Linked DNA regions of Xenopus laevis: region 1 is linked to region 2. The links are chromatin contacts, called in public Hi-C maps. All regions are on one chromosome and are shown on one strand. Each heading gives the region's core, a stretch centred on a gene start, on an enhancer-like site or on the middle of the called end of the contact. The rest is flanking DNA. Distances are from core to core; before and after follow the strand shown.

Region 1 (3,857 bases), core at 664-3,163, 71 kb after region 2:
GGATTGCATTGTCTTTTAAAGGGCCACTATACTCAGAACTTTCTGGTTATTACCAATTTGTACAGGGAGATATATATATATATATAGATATATATATAGGCAAGTTTCTAGTTGTAATGAATAAAGACACATTTGTTAGAAGGCAAAGTTTTACTGCTGCTAAAATATATATAAAAATGTTATACAATTACAGTGACACGGACTGTTCCAACAATTGGTCCGTGAACTGATCCCCCACCGGAAAACAGTGTGAGGGACAGTAAAACATTTATTTTTTAACACATTTGATTATATATTAAGCCTCATACATTGATATACTGTATTAAACGGCTTGTTCACCTTCCAACACTTTTTTTTCAGTTCAGTTGGTTTCAGATTGTTGTTCCCCCATAAACAAAGACTTTTTCCAATTACAGGTATGGGACCTGTTATCCAGAATGCTTGGGACCTGGGGTTTTCCAGATAAGGGATCTTTTGTAATTTGGATCTTCATACATTAAGTCTACTAGAAAATCATGTAAACATTAAATAAACCCAATAGGTTGGTTTTGCCTCCAAAAAAGGATTAATTATATCTTAGTTGGGATCAAGTACAAGCTACTGTTTTATTATTACAGAGAAAAAGAAAATCATTTTTAAAAATGTGGATTATTTGGATAAAATTATGGGAGACGGACATTTCATAACTTTCTGGATAGTGGGCTTCCGGATAACGGATTCCATACCTGCACTCTCATTTTGCAACAGTTTTTCTAATACTGAAGTGTATTTCCCCTTCTTAAGCAGCACTGGGAGGGGGTCGCCGACTCTAACTGTTCTAAATTGATACATTTAGTTGATACATTTCTTATCTTTGTCCCTGAGTTTCATTACAGGCAGCTGTTAGAATTGATACAATAGTTGCTAATACTCCAGAGCTGCTGCTGAGAAATGGATCAACTAAATGTATAAACTAATTGTATCAATATGACTATGAAGATTTTCATTCATCCAGGTCATGGTATATCTAGTATAGGTAAATCTAAAAACAACTGGACTTGCTGAGTAATCAATGAAAACGTTTTTTTTTTTAGATTTACCTGTACTAGATATAATTGTATCAACTAAATGTATCAACTAATTGTATCAATTAATTGTATCAACTAATTGTATCAACTAAATGTATCAACTAATTGTATCAACTAAATGTATCAACTAATTGTATCAACTAAATGTATCAACTAATTGTATCAACTAAATGTAGCAAATTGTAACAGTTCAGATTAGGGATGCACCGAATCCACTATTTCGGATTCGGCCGAACCTCCGAATCCTTTGCGAAAAATACCAAACATATGCATATACATATGCAAATTAGGGGTGGGAAGGGGAAACCATTTCCCTCCCGCCCCTAATTTGCATGTTCAAATTAGGATTCGTTTGGGCCAGGCAGAAGGATTCATCAAAATCCGAATTTTGCTGAAAAAGGCCGAATCCCGGATTCGGTGGATCCCTAGTTCAGATGCTCCTGGATCACTGAGCTGCCAGACTGAAACCCCAGAGACACAAACATTAAACTTTGGGGAAATTTTGGGGAAAGGGTAAAAAATAAAAGATGGAAAGCAATTAAAAAAATGTATTTGATTTGTTTATGGTAAAAAATCTAAAAACAACTGAACTGAAAAAGTGTTTGGAAGGTGAAGCACCCCTTTAAAGGGGCTCATCTTAGCCAAATTCCCATATGCTGATACCAGAGGCGAATGATCAATGTCTGGATCTCTAGCATGAAGGCAAAAACATTTTTCAAGTTTATATCAACATAAGTTGGGGGTTGGGCAATTCCCATCCTCTTGGTTTAGGACAGACTTGGAAGAGAGTTGTCATTTGGTGATGATGAAGCCAATAAACAGGTGATGAATTGAAGACAAGGCCAGTCTGATGGGATATAAAGAGGGACCTTATATGAGATCAGCTCCATATACGAGTGTCTGGTCTCAGTCAAGTATTAACAGAACAGCACTAATTTAGCACCGCTCACTAATAAGGCAATTTATTTTGTATATTTCAGTCCATGTAGTCTTGGTATTCTCTGCGTGATACCCAGCGGCGCAGGCACCGACGGCCCAAACTCCTACATTTAATTCTGGGCTTCACAGGTTTGGGGAGAGCCAGTTGAGGAATTTCATGGCAACCTCAAATCCAAGGAAACATGCCTAGCAAAAAGAGGACAGACAGATGTGAGAGAGCGATTCAGGCTCAATTATAGCACTTTCACACAAGGTTAGGTATTAGCAAAAAGCTTATTTAAAAAAAATAAAAAAAAACATACTTAAAGGAACAGTAACACCAAAAAATGTTTTAAAGGAATGACAATATAATGCAGTGTTGCCTTGGACTGGTTACAACTGGTGTGTTTGCTTCAAAAAGACTACTATAGTTTATATAAACAAGCTGCTGTGTAGTCATGGGGGCAGCCATTCAAGCACAGGATACACAGTAGATAACAGATAAGTACTACTATAGTTTATATAAACAAGCTGCTGTGTAGTCATGGGGGCAGCCATTCAAGCACAGGATACACAGTAGATAACAGATAAGTACTACTATAGTTTATATAAACAAGCTGCTTTCTAGCCATTGGGGCAGCCATCCAAGCACAGAATACATAATGGATCACTGATTAACACTGAAGAATCCCATTGTATACTATAGAGCTTATCTGTTATCTGCTTTGTATCCTGTGCCTTTTCTCCTTTTCCAGCTTTGAATGGCTGCCCCCATGACTACACAGCAGCTTGTTTATATAAACTATAGTAGTACTTATCTGTTATCTACTGTGTATCCTGTGCTTGAATGGCTGCCCCCATGGCTACACAGCATCTTGTTTATATAAACTATAGTAGTACTTATCTGTTATCTACTTTGTATCCTGTGCTTGAATGGCTGCCCCCCATGGCTACACAGCAGCTTGTTTATATAAACTATAGTAGTACTTATCTGTTATCTACTGTGTATCCTGTGCTTGAATGGCTGCCCCCATGGCTACACAGCATCTTGTTTATATAAACTATAGTAGTACTTATCTGTTATCTACTGTGTATCCTGTGCTTGAATGGCTGCCCCCATGGCTACACAGCATCTTGTTTATATAAACTATAGTAGTACTTATCTGTTATCTACTGTGTATCCTGTGCTTGAATGACTGTCCCCATTGCTACACAGCAGCAAATTTCCTCTTCTTCGCAGGGAACTAATCTTCCCGATCTGCCTTCCGCCGGCTAAAATGAAAATCGCCTGGGGGCAGGCACACAGAGCGCTTCGTTTTCCGAAGTCGCCCGAAGTTTCCTTGTGAAGCAATTACAGGCGACTTCGGAAAACAAAGCGCTCCGAGTGCCTGCCCCCAGGCAATTTTCATTTTAGCCGGCAGAAGGCAGATCGGGAAGATTAGTTCCCTGCGAAGAAGAGGAGATGTGTTGCCTGGCGACTTAACTCACCGAATCTGCCCGTGTGGCTGGACCCTAAAGTTACTGGTTCACCCAGTTTTCATTTCACACCTCTTGTAGGTGCCCCATTGGGGAATTATTATCACATTAATCGGGATAAGTATTTTATAGTCAGGGCACAAGTTGTGTCTAACCCTATAGGTGTAAAAGCCTCATTAACAAAACAAGTAAAACACTGATTAAACAAAATAAGTGTATTTTATACAATTTGATATGTAAAAAATGTATAACTCACACTTGAGTTATTTTACTAGTTTTAGCTTAATGAATGAGGCAACATTAGCAATTTGAGTGAATATATTATCTAAAGGAAAAGTAAAGCCTCACAACCAATCTTTTAGTTTTAGCAGCAATTAGACACTTGACCTAAGATAA
Region 2 (3,925 bases), core at 92-2,591:
TGTGCATTAGCGCAGGCGACTTTGCATTGTAGCCTATGGGGAAAAATGCCGAGGCAGTTCGGGGAGATAGTCGCTCAAAAGTCGAGGCGATTAGTCGCCAGGCGACAAAATCTCCCCGAATCTCCTCGTGTGGACTAGCCCTTTAAGTCTCTCGGCAACTAGTCATTTTAAAAACCCACAGGCAGAAGCAGAGAAAGCCGGTGATTGTGCAGCAATTGTTGGATGATGGCTCCATCAGAAGCCCTTTAGCACTTCCACTGCTCCACTTCAATCAGCACTTTCACTGCTCAGCCCACTGCCAAGGCTGGAAGTGCCTCTGACTTAAAGCGTCATAAGGGGCTTTGGGTCTGGACTATGCAGAAGAATTAAAACAAATGCAATTGTAAGCAATATACAATACCGCTGGAAATGCATGTCAAAGCTGTCAGTAGATAATTTCCTGCCTCAATTGTTTAGTCTCCCTGCACTGCTGGATCTGACACCTGAAAGAATGTACCAGCAGCAGCAGCGAGTGGATTAGAAGTGGTCTGGGGGAGAGCCAACTTCTGCTTCATGGTTTCAAAAGTAAAAACTAGAGGATGTTGCAGATTTTCCCCACCAATAGATTAGAGAATCAACTTGTGCCTTTAATAATAACCCAAACTGCAGCCCCTCTAGTTGTTGTTGAGCTGTCCATTACCTGAACACCAGAGCGAGGCTGGGAGAGATCAACAAAAACTATGGGGGGGGGGGGGGACAGGTCTGATTTATGGGATTTCCCCTTTCTCAAATGGGCCCTAACCTTCCTGACCAGCCAGGGGCCCCTTCTTCTCTAACTCCAGCCCTGCCCACAGCACACGCGGCCTCTTACGTTCAAAATCGGAGTCATCGTCCTCTTCCTCGTCGTCCTCTTCCTCCTCCCCGTTGGAATCGGTCTGCATGGGTTCTCCGTCAAAGTTGACCACCCGGGTGTGAGGCCGTATTGCGCCGGCCCCTGCGCCATCCTGTAGCTGCTTCTCCTTGAGTCGGGTGAAATACTGTATCGCGAACTCCACCAGATCAGGCGGCTTCTGGCGCAGCACCTCCACCGTATAACCCTGCAGTAAGTCCGTCAGGCCGGGCGGGATCTCGATACTCATAGTCCCCGGGTTGGGGGGGGAAGGAAGCCCCGTTTCGCTTTTATTCACGCCTAACCCTGGATAAGGGGAGTCACCAAGCAGGCCAGAGGGTGCTGTCCCCCCTCTCTATCTCCCGAATGGTTTCTCCGCTCACACAGTCCCCCCTCCCTCCCCCCGACAAACGAGCGGGCGCTGAGGAGTTGACGCGGTTCAGGGTATCACCTCACACAGCCAGAAACCGGCAAGAGCGCAGCGCGCACTGATCCCTAAGAGACGCGAGTAGGCCGGGTGCGCGCGCGCAGCAGGAGGCGGGAAAGACGGGGCAGTGCATTGGCTAATAGGGAGGGACAACTTTCTGACGTCAATGCATCGTTCTCTTCCGCCAATGTATTCCATAGTGAAAGCGGCAGCCCTGTAAAGCTGCAATGTTACCTGAGCTGCTATGTCACCGCGTTCCAAGACTGCAGCTATTATAAGGCGTCGGGAAGTTGAGCTGTCATTCCTCTGGAAAAAAAAGCCGGGTAATTTACATATCACTCATTTAAACCCACCCACTCAGTGACAGCGGCTGCTGACGGTGGCTCCGCCCTATTCTGCGTCATTTACTGCCTGGCCTTCAGGGTTGCTAGGTTGGCTGGTTTCCAGCTAAATTGGGCTACTAGTATAAAATCCAGGCCGGTTTTGAAAGTACAAACTTGTCAAGGTACTGATTTGGGCTACCTTTTGGGCCTTTGGCTGGTATTTACTTTGCAAACAGCCCAAGTTTGTTCTTGCCCTAATGTGCCAAGTCTGAGTCTCCCAATGCAGGTTGGGTAATGTAGTTTTTGTTGAACAATTTCTCAAATGGCAAGTTGAATGTACGACTACAATATCCAGCATGCAATGGGATTGATTGGTGTAGAATTTGGGAATTACCAGATTTTGGGCTCTAGTCTCGCATTTTCCAATGACAATTTTGGTAGGGATGCACCAAATCCAGGATTCAGTTCGGGATTCGGCCGAACCGAATCCTAATTTGCTTATGTAAATTAAGGGCAGGTAGGGAAATCACGTGACTTTTCATTAGATTTTTTTTTCCTTTCCTGCCCGATGCAAATTCGGTTCGGTATTCGGCCGAACCTTTACCAAGGGGATTCGACCAAATCCCAAATAGTGGATTCGGTGCATCCCTAAATTTTGGGGAAAAATCTGCTGGCCACCAAAATGTCTAGAGGTTGAATTGTTTTACCAATATTTATTGAAATTGTATATGTATTCCGGCCCCTATACCTCCCTCTGTAGTTACGCCCCTGGTGAAGGGGGCGAATCTTTCCCATTTTGCTTTACAGAAAAATGTGCGAATCAGTGAATATCGAAAAAGGCGTATTTTCACATATATTTATTTTTTAGACTTTTTTTTCACTGCACATGTGTTATTTTGGGCTACTTTTAAAGTGCCTCTTGGCTAGTTTTGGGCTGGTTTTGTAGCTGACTTTGACTGGTTTTGAAAATTAGACCTGGCAACCCTGCTGGCCTTGGCTTGGGAGTGCTGGGAGCCAATGAGTTCTGTGTAGAGTGCGTGGTTGTGCAGTAGCTCACTTCTTTTAATATGGTGGGGGAAATAAACAGTAAAAGCCGAGTATTTGGCATGGTTTAACCACAACTGAATGAATGTGGGGACCTTTTACTTAATAAATTCTCTTGTCCTGTGACAGACATAGGCTGCTGGGAGTTGCTTGTATGAGATCACCTGTCAGGTGCCAGAATGGACGGCCTTTCATTGTTTAAGAGACTTTAGAGGAAGTAAATATCTTTCCAGTAGTAAAGTTAAATTGCAAATTGACCCTGAATCTGCTTTTGTTTCTCAACCGACCTGCCATGATCCCATTCACCAACAGTTTCTTCATTCCACCTCTAATCACTTATTAATCTAATAACATCAAATCATGTAATCATTAAATAAACCCAATAGGCTGGTTTTGCTTCCAATAAGGATTAATCATATCTTAGTTTGGTTCAAGTACAAGGAACTGTTTTATTATTACTACAGAGAAAAAGAAAACCATTTTTAAAATGTTGAATTATTTGCCCTGCTCTTCATCAACTAGCATTTAGGCAGGTTTTATATACAGTGTCGGACTGGGACACCAGGGGCCCACCAATTAATCTTAGACCAGGGGCCCACTCTTAGTACTATTTTTCTTCCTCTCCTCACTCAAACTTTATTCCCCTAGGGGCAAATTTACTAAAGGGCAAAGTGACTAACGCTGGTGAAAATTCACCAGTGTGACGTTGTATCGTATTGCCAATTTACTAACGGTCGCTGGTGTAATTTTGCTAGCGAAGGAGATAGACTCGAGCGGTACTTTGCTCCCTAACGCCAGGCGAATTTGTGCTCTGGCGAAGGGACGTAACTGCGTGAATTCACTAAGATGCGGATTTTACTGAACGTTGCCTCTTGCGCCAGACTTGCCTTAGCCACCTCAGACCAGGGGAAGTGCAATAGAGTAGATAGGAGTTCTTCAAAAAATAGTTAAAAAATTCTCAAAAAACGCTGGCATCTTTTCCTTTTTTTCGAGTACCCGGCTTCCCCCCTACATTTCCTAACATATGGCACATAAACTATACAGTGGGCTCATGTGTAGGGCAATATAACAACTCTATTTTCTTTTATTAAGGTTCCCCAGGCTTATGTAGTGTAATGTATTTGCTGCAACATATACGTCCATTCTACTTTTACTTCCCGCCGTATGCAAATTAGGCAACGCTAGCGCAACTTCGCTTTGCTTGCAGCAGTAACGCTAGTGCAACTTCGCCAGCGTTCGGAGCCCTGGACGCAACTTCGAATT

Evidence for each region. Hi-C and Micro-C count contacts between places; a contact is called where the count stands out from the background.
Region 1: a Hi-C map of the XL177 cell line shows a contact between it and region 2, with 4 times the contacts expected there. The contact joins the enhancer-like site here to the promoter of prkar2a.S in region 2. A contact is called at or near these places in 3 of 4 Hi-C or Micro-C datasets (the XL177 cell line, the XTC cell line and animal cap).

The regions. Positions count from the first base shown.
Region 1 is chr4S:115,798,953-115,802,809 of Xenopus_laevis_v10.1, forward strand. It overlaps slc25a20.S (mitochondrial carnitine/acylcarnitine carrier protein), which reads right to left. Exons shown (of 10, transcript XM_041561742.1): 9 at 1,182-2,192; 10 at 136-1,116. The coding sequence ends at 2,130. Among protein-coding and RNA genes, the nearest start is that of slc25a20.S, 25 kb to the right of the region's middle. Within about 2 kb of position 1,914, at least 1 of the 7 cell types and tissues checked has an H3K27ac peak or open chromatin away from gene starts, as enhancers often do.
Region 2 is chr4S:115,728,328-115,732,252 of Xenopus_laevis_v10.1, forward strand. prkar2a.S (cAMP-dependent protein kinase type II-alpha regulatory subunit) reads right to left here and starts at 1,342. Exons shown (of 11, transcript XM_018261407.2): 1 at 851-1,342. The coding sequence starts at 1,118. LOC108715883 (a long non-coding RNA gene) reads left to right here and starts at 1,487. Exons shown (of 3, transcript XR_001935599.2): 1 at 1,487-1,618.